3 separate regions of the Mus musculus genome follow, and regions 1 and 2 are each linked to region 3. Evidence: chromatin contacts called from public promoter capture Hi-C data. All regions are on one chromosome and are shown on one strand. Each heading gives the region's core, a stretch centred on a gene start, on an enhancer-like site or on the middle of the called end of the contact. The rest is flanking DNA. Distances are from core to core; before and after follow the strand shown. Region 1 holds the start of A730036I17Rik (RIKEN cDNA A730036I17 gene). Region 2 has its middle 9.3 kb from the start of Il1bos. Region 3 holds the start of Fbln7 (fibulin 7).

Region 1 (4,205 bases), core at 1,488-3,987, 360 kb before region 3:
AGAAACTCACTTACAAAGTTACCTTAGTGATTAGTGATTAGTGGTTCAGGCAAGATCCACACACAGATAGTGAAGTCACTTAGTATGGGCTGGTCATGTGATCATGTCTGAGTCTCACCTGTCAGACAACACACCATTCCATGGAGCATGAAATACACTAACGTCGGGGGTGGGGAGTGGGCAAGGGGGATGCCAGCAGGTACCAGGGGTGTGGTCTGGGAAGCTGTGGCAGCTCAACTTCAAGCCCAGCCTGCTGTGCGCCGGTGGTGGTCTGGGAACTCTTCCAAGTCTGTTTGCCAATGGCTGCAGGTGTTCGCTGCCTATAGAGAGCTTTGGGGACTGGAAAAAGGAAAAGGAACTCCCTCCGGGTCTGCTTCCTCTTCCGGAAAGATGATTTCTTCACTCAGCAGTCTCTTCTCATGTGCTCAGTTCCCGTGTATATCCTTTGGCTCTCACAGAGCTGGCCAGGCCTCACAATGCTTGACCTCACTGGCCACTAGCACTCTGTTCTCCGCAATCTTGCACCACCATCCCCCAAAAAACTTCATCTTTAAGACTGTTTCACAAGGACAGAGCACACAGCACACAAATTAGGCAATGACCTGTCCTTGTCGTAGGCTTCTCTTATTGGCAACTCCATCCTTTCTTTCCTTGTCCTGCCTTCTCATTGCTATCAATGATGCCTCAGAGTCCCCCTGCTGTCTCAATTGCCTGGTTAGCACTTCACACCTACTTAACAACTAAAATTCAAAGTCTAAATTCTCTGTTGAAATAACTTTTATTTGAAGGCGGGGTGTGGAACAACGCTTCAGTGGGTGAAGCGCTCCCATGCAAGTGAGGGAACCAGAGATCTCTAGCTCTCAAGTAAATGTCACCTGTATGTAATTCCAGCTCCCCAAGGTGGAGTCAGGGGATCCCTAGAGCAAGCTAGCTAACAAAACCAGACAACATGACAAATTCTGTGATGAACTGAGAGAAGCTGCCTCAATGGGTAAGGTAAAGAGTAATTGAGGAAAACACCCATATGGTTTAAACCTATGATCTCTGTCTTCTAACTGGATCCTGATGCAGATTGGTACCAGGAGTGGGATGTGTACCTACCTACTGACTTACACATATGCCTGAATAAGGTATATGTACTAGTTCCTACTCATTAGAACCCAGTTGTGCTATCAAAGTTGCTATTACTCAGATATCTGGTGACTTTGGGTACTTATCTGTGGAGATGGTAACCACATGTTAAAAATAGAACCAGAAAGAAAGGAAGATCCTGTCTTTGTACCCTGATCATTCTGGAGCTGTTATAACAGACTGAGATTTCTTGTGCTGGGGAGAGAAATAAACCATCTTCATTTCTTCATATCATTCACAGCTCAACCTAAACTGAGGCAATTCAAGGTCATATACTCATAGCTCAGACTTGAGATGAAGTTACCAGTTCAGAAAACCTGCTTGTCACATCACACAGTCAAAGTAAGATGCCCGGAGAATCAGTGCCTAGTAGACTATTACCTTGCCGGGAGAATTGCAAAGCCAGGCAAGCTTGTAATCTCAGTAGCTAGGAAGCTGAGGCCCAAGACACAAGACCAGCCTGAGAGACACAGCAAAACCTCGGGAGGAAGAAGAGGAAAGCAGGAAGGGGGCAACGAAGGCAGAAGCAGCTGCTGCAAAAGCCTGTTCGGAGAGTAGCAGCCTCTCAGAAACATGACAGAGAAGGCTGAGGTCATTGACCAGATCACATGCATCATTTTATTTAATCCTCATGAAAACCCTGGGATGTCAGTGGTGTTGTCATCCCCATCTTTTGGATGAACAACGGACATATCAATGAATGAGTTAGCCTCCTGGGTCACCCAACTGTAAGTGGTAGAGCTGGAGAGTGAGCCCAGACATGTCCGGGCCCAAAGCCTGTACTTCTCAGCCTACAGGCCGCACAGGGGAGGCATACCACTGACAGCAAGACCGCTACTTCCACAGGAAGCTCTGAGAGCAAAGCCTTCCTCTACTGTAGATGGTGTTTCTACATACGAAGAGATAGAGCCATCTAAAGCAGTGGTTCTTAGACTGTGGGTTGAGACCCTTTTAGAGCTGAAGGACCCTTTTACAAGGATCACCTAAGACCATCAGAAAACACAGACATTCGTAACAGTAACAACATTACAGGTAAGAGTTAAGTAGCAACAAAAATAACTTTAGGGTTGAGGGTCACCACCGCATAAGAAACTGTGTTAAAGGGCGGCATCATTAGGAAGGTTAAGAACCACTGCTCTAAAGGAAAACCAGATTCTAAACACAAACACTACTTACCCGCTCTCTGCTCCCATGCTGACTTGAGTCTCAAAATGCTGGTGAGGTTGAACACATGGAGGCCAACGGAGAGCTTGCCAGGAGACAGACAAGATGTCAGGTAAAAGAAAATTACCTTCATTCCAGATCAATAAGGTGCATGTAAGATTCATCATGGGACTGTTCAACTAATATTGATTAGTATTCCCAAGAGCTGGCTCCCCAAACATTTTAATAGAAATTAAATTTAATAAAGACTCCTAGGACAACCCAGAAGTCAATTGGTATATATTTTCAGACCAGAGGACATTCTCCAGTGGTTCTTTATACAGTATAGGCTCTCTCTGGGACCCTGAAAGGTCTATTGTCCTTCACACTAAACTACAAAATACTAGTTCACTTGAAGAACTGAACTGGGAATCCAGCTGCCAGCCGTTATTGTGCAAAGCAGGACACAGTGAGTTGAAAATTATATTTTTCCAATTAGCACAGTGGGAAACACTGTGAAGCATTCAGCTCCAGCCTGCAATTAGAGAACATTTGCTTCCAGAAATAGAATGAATGGAAGTGGAGACCTGCTATCTAGGTCTTCAGCAATAATATCCCAGTCAGGGAGACCTGCTACCATTTCCCAGCAAATAACCATCTCACTCTTTTTAAAAAGAAGCATTCTGCACTGCACCACAGTGTACTCAGCAGGGACCAACCACTCAACACCATCCCCGGCTGTAACAGCCCAGTCTTCTGGAAGGCAAGTACTACCCGTGAGCAGCCTGTGTTTCATTTCACAGCCGCAAGTATACTCCACCACAAAAGTAGGTTTGGTAGTAGCATCTTCACACTCTCCATTGATGCCCAGCTGCCTGACCCTTCTCAGCCCTCAGAATTTTCTTGTCTCTCACATGAAACAGCAAAAGTGTAGGAGATGAGGAGATCGCTCCGTGGGCAAGGCATTTGCTGCAGAAGCCTGAGGACCTGGGTTCAGATTCCTAGCACCCACATAGAAGCCGAGCACAGCAATGCGTGTCTACGGCCACTCGGAGGAGGGACACACAGGTAGATCACCTGGGGCTTGCTGGCCAGCCAACCTCATTGAAATAGCAAACTTCAGGTTCTGAGAGACCCTGACTCAAAAAGGAAGTTTGACGGCAATAGAGGTAGACACCTAGGGACCTCTGACCTCCATACATGCACACATGCACAGATAAAGAAAGAAGAAAACAAGAAAAGCAGGCATTTAAAGAATTAAGGTTTCTTAGACCAGGTAAAGATTGAGGCAGATCAGCAGTAGGATAGAGTGGATGCAGTGACCTTATTAAGAAGGGCAAAGCACTAAACAAGGCTTTAGTGAAAGCAAGGGCAGGACATGGTAATTAAGATGCGTGCAAACATCCTATGTTACAGAAGAGGGGAGGCTCAGCAGAGCAGGCACTCCGTTTCGTGAGGTCTTACAAAGAACACCAGAGCATTTACTGAGCAAGCCTTAATGGGCCACCTTTGCTCTGCCAGCACTTTATACTGCCTGGAGGTGAAAGCGTAAGGCGGCAGAGGAGAGCAGACATTTTTATTTGCTGCCGAGCAGGTAATAAAGATTGAAAACCTGGCGTGGCCCAGCGTGGCCTACCTTGCAACACTTAAGGCCACTTGCAAATGAGCAGTGGCAGGATTGTGTAGTGTGTGTCTCTTAGGACAGGAAGCTTACTGGTGACAGTGATTCAGGACTGACATTCATTCTAGAATGAAGCCGTCTGACTTCCAGACTCCAAGGGGGCTTACCAAGAATAAACAACTCAGGGGTGAGGGAAAGGGAATGGGAGGGGTTAGAGGCAAGTCAACCAAGACTAAAAATGCACAGGAAGGAAGCCCTGTGCAAACCCACTACTTCATATGCTATGATTTTTATTTTTTGTTTGCTTTTG
Region 2 (4,184 bases), core at 1,037-3,536, 500 kb before region 3:
AAGAAAGAAAAAAGAAAGAGAGAGAGAGAGAGAGAGAGAGAGAGAAAGAAAGAGAGAGAGGGAGAGAGAGGGAGAGAGAGGGAGAGAGAGAGAGGGAGAGAGAGAGAGAGGGAGAGAGAGAGAGGAAGAAAGGAGAGTGGAAATACAAACTTACATAACAGAGGGCAGAGAAAAGGGCAAAACCACCTAGTGTGCTCATATTTGATCTGAAATTTCTAGAGGATACATAAGGAAGAGCCAAGAAATAAAACATATAAGCACACATAGGAATAAAGCCTTCCCCCTCCCCCACCGCCGTATACTTTCTATATAGTTTAATTTTTTTGTGTGAATGTATCACCTTCTCAGATATAAAATAGCAATGACGAAAGCTTTCTTTCCAAAACAAAAGAACCTAAATGACCAATCACAAAAAAGCAAAGGCCGAACAGTCAGTGCTGCTGAGCCCCCTTCCAACACCTGCTTTCTCTCCCTCCAGCTCCCTAAGCTAAGGCAGAGTGGGGAGGGCAGCTCTCACCTCTCCTGGTTCCAGGACACCAGTGCAAAGCATGGGACCACTGTTAGGAGAGGCACCCAAACAGCACCTGTTCCATAACAGAGAGCTGCCATGAGTGATGCAGAGGTAGCCCCATAGCCTAAGGACCCACCCACCATTCCTTGGTTCAGTGACACAATCCGTCTACCCCTTCAGGTCCAATGGCGACCTGTAATGGCATCTTTACTTGTGAGGTAGCCAGATTCTAAATGCAGATAGATGTGCATGGCTCTTTAGAGGCAAAATTGCCAGTGCTTAGCTTTGTTAAATGCCTGATGGTTCAGAATTCCACTCACTATTTGCTGTTGCCCCAAAGAGACAAGTTCAAGACAAGTTCATAGATGCACTGTCTGTGGATGCTTAACAAAAGCGGCTGGAAGCAAGATCCAGACAACTCACTGGTAGGAAAGAGCAAACCACACAAGGACAGAGCAAGGGCATTCACACACAAGGAAAGGCCCAACCCATGTGCAGCGTCTACCCGTGTGCACCTAAGGCAGAGCTGGAAGGGCACTGACCCAGCTGAAAGTGGTCGTTATTGGGGGTTGAGACAGACAGAGCAAGGAGAGGTTTCAGGGGGAACCTTAATTTTATCATTTGACTCTGCCAGAGAGAATATATTGTGTGTAACACACACTTCTTTAATCCTCTGCATTAAAATTTGCAAATGCCTTCCATTTCAATTCCTGGATCTGAGTCAATGACTAAACTGATCCTCCAAAAGATAATTCTATTCCTGATGTGGAGCCAAGTTCTCTCTCGATCTCTGTACTAGGTATCCTTGGCCTGGAAGGAAGAAAGGCCTTCCTGCTACATCAAATGGCTCAGATAACTTGAGAAAGGAAGAGTCAGAATGTTCCTTGAACTCTTCTCAGAACACAAAATGTGGGCCAATAGAAAGTCAATTTGTTTGAGACTTTGGTAGGTGACACATCACCCCACCACAGTTTCTACCAGCTTCCAAGGACAGCCCACGTGCTGGAACTTTGGCCTGATGTCTGAGATCCTGTGACAAGCAATCCCTCGGGACAGGCAGTGGGTGATTTTAGAGGACAGGGCTGCAGTAAGCAAGGACCAGGCTAGGGTAGAACAAGAATCCAGTGTTGTCTGGGAGCAGAGCTGGTCTGAGAGACAGGGGAGAGGGTGGCTGCTAAGGTCTAAGCCAGAGGTGGAGGGGAAGTCATAGTGTCTTCTATAGACCTCTCTTCACCTTTGTTCCAGTCAGGGCTTTAGGATTGACCTAACTAGAACATCAGGAAATGAAGAAATAATAGGCATATACAGAAAAGCTGGGGTTGAGTGAGTCATGTATCCTTATGAAGACATATCAGCCTGTCCTAAAACTCAGAAAGTTTAATGTATACAGTTTAAGTGGGAGCCAGGCTAGCTAGCAGGTCTCTGTAGGGTAGCATCCTCAGGATGCTGTCATCTGGGAGGGGGAAGCTTTGATTGACACTTTCTGTACACTGTCAGCATCTTTACTCAGACTAGAAAAAGCCTTGCCATTCTCACAGGACTGAGACACTGGGGTCCTCGACCTGGCCATGACCTTGCCAATAATACGCATTCAGTCAGGAATCCATCTGTTCCCCCGCCTTGTTCCTTGCTCTTCACCAGCCCACCACACACATGCCCCAGTACAACCTTGCTGAGCTGCCAATAGATACGTGGTTCTGTAGCCTGTTGGCTAAGAGTGAGGGTGAGCTGGGTTGGAGTCTGGGGTAACGATACCTACGGTTGTGTAATGCAGCTTCCTTCTAGTTCTTCAGAATTCTCTCACCCACATCCTGGTTCCCAAATTGGCAGCGAGGAAGCAAGCCAAGCAATGTTTTTTCTTCTGAGGATGTCTTAAAGCGCCGCTTCCCTGATCTAGATAAGCATAACTATTCCATTACATAATCTCGAAAAGTCACTTCCCTACCAGAAAGTAAGTCTCAAAACCTTGAAACACAGAAGATGCATTGGCCGTTCCACATTCCACACCTCCTCTCCACCCCACCCCCCACCCCACCTGACCTCTAAACTCCCTGGGGCCTCCAGTCTCTCTAGGGTTAGGTGTATCTTCTCTGACTGAACACAGACCCGGAAGTCCTCTACTGTATGTCTGTTGGAGGCCTCATATCATCTGGTGTATACAGTCCACAGAACTCAAAAAGGTCAATAAGCTGAAGTGCCCAAGTGAGGATGCCTCAGTCCCAATTGAGAGAGAGAAAAAAGCAATCACAAGTGGGGAGGAAGGGAGTGACCTGGGAGGGAAAGTGGACGGAGTGGGGGTGGGGAAGCAGTGGGAAGGAGAGGGGAACCTGATCTGGTATTGAGGGAAAAGGACTGAAGTCCTGAGGGCCAGCAGAAAGACTATAAACAGGCAACTTCAGGAAATAGGAGGTTGGGGGGACCCTCCAGAATGCACCAGAGACCTGGGAGGTGAGAGACTCCCAAGACTCACAGGGAGGGAGCTTTGATGAAATGCCAAACAGTAGGGAGAGGGAACTTATAGAGCCCACCTCCAGCAGGAAGACAGGACATCAAGTGAGGGATGGGGTTGCTATCCCACAGTCACATCTCTGGCCCATAATTGTTCCTGTCTGAAAGAATTACGGGGATGGAAATGGAGAGGAGCCTGAGGAAGAGAAGGTCCAGCGACAGCCCCAAAGTGGGATCCAGCTCAAGGGGAGGCCTGAAACTATTATTGACACTATTACTGAGGCTATGGAGTGCTCACAAAAAGGGATCTATCATGACTGCCCTCCGAAAGACACAACAAGCAGCTGAAAGAGTCAGATGCAGATATTTGCACCCAACCAATGGGTAGAGAAGCAACTGACCCCTGTAGTAAAATTAGGGAAGGCTGAAAGAAGCTGAGGAGAAGGGCAATCCTGTAGGAGTCTCAGTAGTCTCAATTAATCTGGACCCCCAAGATCTTTCAAACACTGGACTACATGAATTTTTTATGTTAATATCAAGTTGTTTTAATCAACATCTTAAAGAGTGAATTGCAATTTTTTTCTGGGATATTATAAATATGATTGGTCCTCAATAGCTCCATGTTCTGCATTTAAAAGAAATCAACCATTCACAGGTTGTGGTGGTTTGCATGGTAAATGTCCCCCATGGTCTGGGGCATTTAAATACCTGGTCCCAGTTAGTGGAACTGCTTGGGTAGTTCTAGAAGGTGTGGTCTGAAGGGACTCTAGCCAGCTTGAGAATGGCAAACATGGCTCTGGCAGGCCTTGTCCTTCTCCCTCCTTCCCTCTGCCTTGCTAAAAACTGTTACATTGCATTCCTAGAGTTGGCCCCCAAGGGCCATCCCCTTACTTGGCTTCCTCCTCCTCCTGAGGCTGACTACCACGGTCCAACTATCATAGTATTGAAGTCAAGCAATCAAGAACCCCCTTGTGGCTATCCTAATTAACCTGTCCAATCAAAATTAGCCAACTCATCCTCACACTGAGGGGGTAGAAGGTGTCCCTTTACCTTTATAAAATGGCATTTGCCTATGGGCTACAGCTGTCTCTTCTCTATCCAGAAGCAATCCTTTGTCCCTCTGGGGCAAATATCCCTGGTTCCTTTCCCCTTCCTCCTTGTCCTCTATCTTCTGTCTTTATCTCATATTCCCTGCCCTCTGTCCCTCTGGGGCAAATACATCTCC
Region 3 (4,340 bases), core at 1,078-3,577:
TGCTCTGGGTCTCAGGTGTCTTTTCTAGAGAGATTAGCCCTACCTGAGGTGCAGCCTGGACTAACCGAACCAGAGTCATTGGAGGTAAAACTGGCATCAGAATTTCTAGAAGTTCCTTGGGTTGTCATGCATAGCCAAGATCTGCCTAGAGACTGTCTGACACTGGCCAGTGCTGATCTGCCCTTCAGGGGTCCATAGCAGGAAAACAGAGGCAGAGTGAAAAGCTATGTGAGCAGGAGGTCAGCACGGTTCTGGGAAGATGTTATTCTCAGAGCAGAGCTCTGAAGGATGACAAGGAAGAAGGTAACACAGGCTTCCAATGTGCTTCGTTCCTCTGCTTCCCAGCCTGGAGCTGGAAGGATGGGGGAGCCCCAACCATTCGCTGAAGGTCAGTTTAACTAGAGCAAACATGGGTGTCTGGTCCTTTAGCCTCCTCTGGTTTCACCTACAAATGTTTTGCAGATAAAGAAGGCTATGCTTGGCGTCGAGGGGCTGAGAAAGCCTGGCCAGGGCACGGCAGGGATTGGATCTTAGTGTCGCAAGAGCATGTTCAAAGTGAGGCAAGCTCAGTGCTGCCTCTGCACCAGATTACCAGTTGCCCTAATCTCACTATTTCCCACCTCGCCCCGTGGGACAGATGCCCACCCACTATCACGAGATGATTGGTCTCCGGAACGTCTACTCTTCTCATGCCCTGCCCCTTTGCAGCCTGGGATGGGGGAGCCCAGTGGAGATGTATCTTCTGTGCTTCTGGCACTGGGCATGGGGTGAAGGTTTGGTTTGGCTTTGTAATCTGCAAAACTAGGGAGATCCCATTGCTCTGGTGGGTGGGCTCACAGTAGCCCCAGGCTGGGTCCTGGCCATTTGGCTGTTGAGCAACTTCCTGTGACTCCCACTCATTACCTTCCGCACTAACAGGAGCAGGTCTGATCTAAACCAAATTCTCCAGGCTCGGAAAGCCTTGCTGCACCCCAGGGGACTTCTCAGTATCCCCGGGGAAACTTGCCAGTGCACAGCAATTTAGCCCCAGAACATGGAGCATGGACAAAGATCAGGTCAGAGTCCAGTCAGAGAGGGAATTTATACCACTTCTTCCTGACTGGGTGGTCTTAAAGAAGGATCTGGACACTCAGCAGGCACCCAGCCTCCCTGCACATCCTGCAGCTGTTTATGCTGCTGTTGGCATGGTTGAAGAAGCTGCTTCAGGACTCTCGTTGAGGGACCTCTGTCTGCTGACACGCGTTTGATGGAAGCTGACCTGAACCTGACAATACAAAGTCTCTCAAATACATTTTTATTTACAGTCTCAATTTTAAAAGTCAGTTTCCAATGGTTAATAAAATAATAATAATAATACTTATTGTTGTTGTTGTTGTTATTGTTATAAAATCTAGCCAAGCAAATAAATCCAGTGGGATTTGGAGACGTAAATGTCAAAAAAAAAAGAGAAAGAAAGAAAGGAAGGAAAGAAGGAAGGAAGGGAGGGAGGGAGGGGGAGCGAGGGAGAGAGAGAGAGAGAGAGAGAGAGAGAGAGAGAGAGAGAGAGAAAGAAGGAGAGAAGGAGAGAAGGAGAGAAAGAGAGAAAGGGAAAGGGAAAGAAAAGAAAAGAAAAGACCCTGCTGTTCATATGGGTGTGTAAGAAAATATAATTGCAACTCTGAGGCTTCGGGTGCTCAGGATAGGACCACCTGAGGATCCATCAGGCCACTGGTAAGAATTTCTGAGAGTGGTTAGGGTGTGGTGGCAGCAAGAATATTTCAGTTAGAAACGTAAATGTTGGGTTTGGAGAGCACGAACATTCTCTAACAGAATTGGGCGGCCAGGTGTTCTCACCAAGACCCACAAAAGACCAGTGTCTCAGAAATCCTTGGGTAACTTTCCCGGGCTGGCGATTCCCACGCGGAGCCACCTTCTCCCGTTGGGCTGCAGCAGCCCAGGTCGCCTGCAATGACAGATGGAGGACCCCGCTCCTCTCTCCATCAACCAAACCCCAGCCCTAGACTCCGCTCCAAGTCCCAACTCCAGCACAGGAGTGGAGCATGGCATGCCCTGGCCTCGGCGCTACCTCCTTGGGAAGCGGGACTCCAAGACGCACTGCGGGGGACACTGACCTGGAAAGCCCGCGCTCCGGGGCTGGCGAGGAGCAGCAAGAGGAGGAAAAGCGCGCGCTGTGAGCCCGGTCCCATCTTGCCACTCACAGCCTTGCTGCTGGGGAAGGCAGGTCGCTGTTCTCTGGCCGCAGTGCGCGGGTCCCTTGCAGCTTCCAAGGCCACTAGTCCGCAGCCGCCTGCACGGGACTGTCCCGACGACGCGGGGAGGCGCCAGCCCTGTGGCGGAGGCGAGAGAGGAGGAGCTGTGGAGCCTGGAATGCGCCTGGGAGCTCGCCCAATCCTCTGCTCTGGGAAAAGAACGGGTGCGACGCCTCGCGACCAAGGGTGGCCAGTGTCCACCCTGGGCTGCCCCACTGTCCGCAGTCCCCACTGCCCGCCGGGAGAGACCTAGGCCCCTGCCAACTACACGCGGCTGATTGATGAGCCAAATTTAGGACTGTCCCACTTCAAAGCCCACATAAGGACATCTTCCTCTAGGACAACAGAGAACAGGGTTAGTATGGCAGAAAGATGGCCTTCATAAATTGGACCAGGTTAGACCGTCTCTTCTTAAACCGTGGGCCGAAAAAAATGGGAGCTGAGTTACTGATTTTAGCAAATGGTGAGGCACGAAACCAAAAATTAATTCAAAATCAAATATAATGAATCCAAGGTATCCTTGGTCTCCATAACTGCTACTGGTCAGATGTCCAGGGGCACCACGGGAATGATCACACACGCACACACACACACACACACACACACACACACACCTAGGACACTTGGCTCAGATCTCAGACTAACTTATGTTACGAAATGAAGTGGTTTTACTGTACACGCTAAGTTTTTTGCTACTTTGTACTACTTACTTATATGAGGTGGTGTGCTCCGTGTGACAATTTTATAACCAAACAATCAATTTAGGGGGGGAAAAAAGTCAAAACTGCTTCTTATTCTTCAATATCAAATATTCAGCCAAGATTTAATTCTTCATGTAAAAATTAATAAAGCATATCAAATTTCCTTTAATTTTAATAAAGGATAAAATTATATTTATAGCAAATAATTACTTTAAAATAAATTTATGATTTATTACCAGTACGTGTTTGATCTGTACACTTCTTCATGTGCCTGAATTCCTAAGGTTGCAGAAATATTTCTCAGTGAAAAGAGACTGAGAGCAAGAAGTTTAAAGGGCTCTGAGTTAGACTAAGTCACCCTTTGGACAACTCTGCCAGTTTTTAAATCAATTCTCCCTAGGGCTTTTGGAAGGCGCGTGCTCAGTGACTAAGTTAAGAGGGCGCATGCTCAGTGACTAGGTTAGGAGGGCGCATGCTCAGTGACTAAGTAGGGCACATGCTCCGTGACGAAGAGTCTACAGCCTTCCTTCTAGTTTTCCGTCTGTTTCCCAAGGGTTTAAAGTAAAGGCCCAGCTACAGAACACGCCTGGGGTCTAGTTAGGTAACAGCCCTGTGACAGGCATGGAATTGAGGTTCCTGTACTCAGGCTATGAGTGAACCAGATGTCTCGGACCTCTCTACTCCTGGAAAACGTAATTTAGTTCTCCCTGCAAGGACATTTTGTGAAGCTCACTCTTCTGTATGGAATGGTTCTGAGCTGCTTTAGATGGAAAGCAGAAGGCAAGCCGAGAGTCCTCTCTTGGCCTGTTAGAGATGCTATAACAAAGTACTCCAGACTAGGCAGTGTACAAACAATACAATGTGTGCCGCGAGGCTCTGCAAGCTAGGTTCAAGATCAAGGCATCCACAGGCAGAACTGATGTCCGTAAAGTTTACTTCATCCTCACTTGTGGGAACAGACAGGAGATCGATAAGGATTCCGGCGTGGGGTGGTGGTGGTGGTGGTGGTGGGGGAGACAGGGTTTCTTTATGTAGCTCTGGCTGTACTGGAACTTGGTCTGTAGACCGGCTGCCCTTGAATTCAGAGATCCTCCTGCTTCTGCCTCCCAAGTGATAGGATTAAAGACATGTGCCACCAGCAGCAGCATGAGGTCTCTTTTGTAAGGACACTATAGTTATCTAATTCAGAAATATCCTAAGGTGACATCTCATCACACTACCATACTGAGGAAGGAGTTTAAAATATGACCATAGCCAGTTCCCTGGAAAGCATGGAGCACTGGGCACTGGGCATGGGACCTACCGGCCACCCAAGGATTGGCTATCCAACAAATACCACGGAGCTGTTTCCTCCCATCCATTGCATCGAGCAAAGTCCATGTCCTTGTGC

What was found. Promoter capture Hi-C pulls out the DNA fragments that hold promoters and counts their contacts.
Region 1: a contact with region 3 is called in a promoter capture Hi-C map of stem cell-derived epiblast-like cells, with 3 times the contacts expected there. The contact joins the promoter of A730036I17Rik here to the promoter of Fbln7 in region 3. A contact is called at or near these places in 12 of 39 promoter capture datasets (the 3T3-L1 cell line, 3T3-L1-derived adipocytes, the C10 cell line and 8 more), 1 of 484 Hi-C or Micro-C datasets (nephron progenitors), 1 of 115 datasets of contacts at active chromatin or transcription factors (neural tube) and 2 of 9 other capture datasets (macrophages and pancreatic islet).
Region 2: a contact with region 3 is called in a promoter capture Hi-C map of liver, with 3 times the contacts expected there. The contact joins the enhancer-like site here to the promoter of Fbln7 in region 3. A contact is called at or near these places in 6 of 39 promoter capture datasets (the C10 cell line, the HPC-7 cell line, hippocampal neurons and 3 more).

What each region holds. Positions count from the first base shown.
Region 1 is chr2:129,217,501-129,221,705 of GRCm38.p6, reverse strand. A730036I17Rik (RIKEN cDNA A730036I17 gene) reads right to left here and starts at 2,737. Exons shown (of 5, transcript NR_045838.1): 1 at 2,308-2,737.
Region 2 is chr2:129,358,478-129,362,661 of GRCm38.p6, reverse strand. No RefSeq gene overlaps it. Among named protein-coding and RNA genes, the nearest start is that of Il1bos, 9.3 kb to the left of the region's middle. Within about 2 kb of position 2,286, at least 57 of the 459 cell types and tissues checked have an H3K27ac peak or open chromatin away from gene starts, as enhancers often do. A contact at or near this core is called in liver, where this site is marked.
Region 3 is chr2:128,861,919-128,866,258 of GRCm38.p6, reverse strand. Fbln7 (fibulin 7) reads right to left here and starts at 2,327. Exons shown (of 8, transcript NM_024237.4): 1 at 2,112-2,327. The coding sequence starts at 2,186.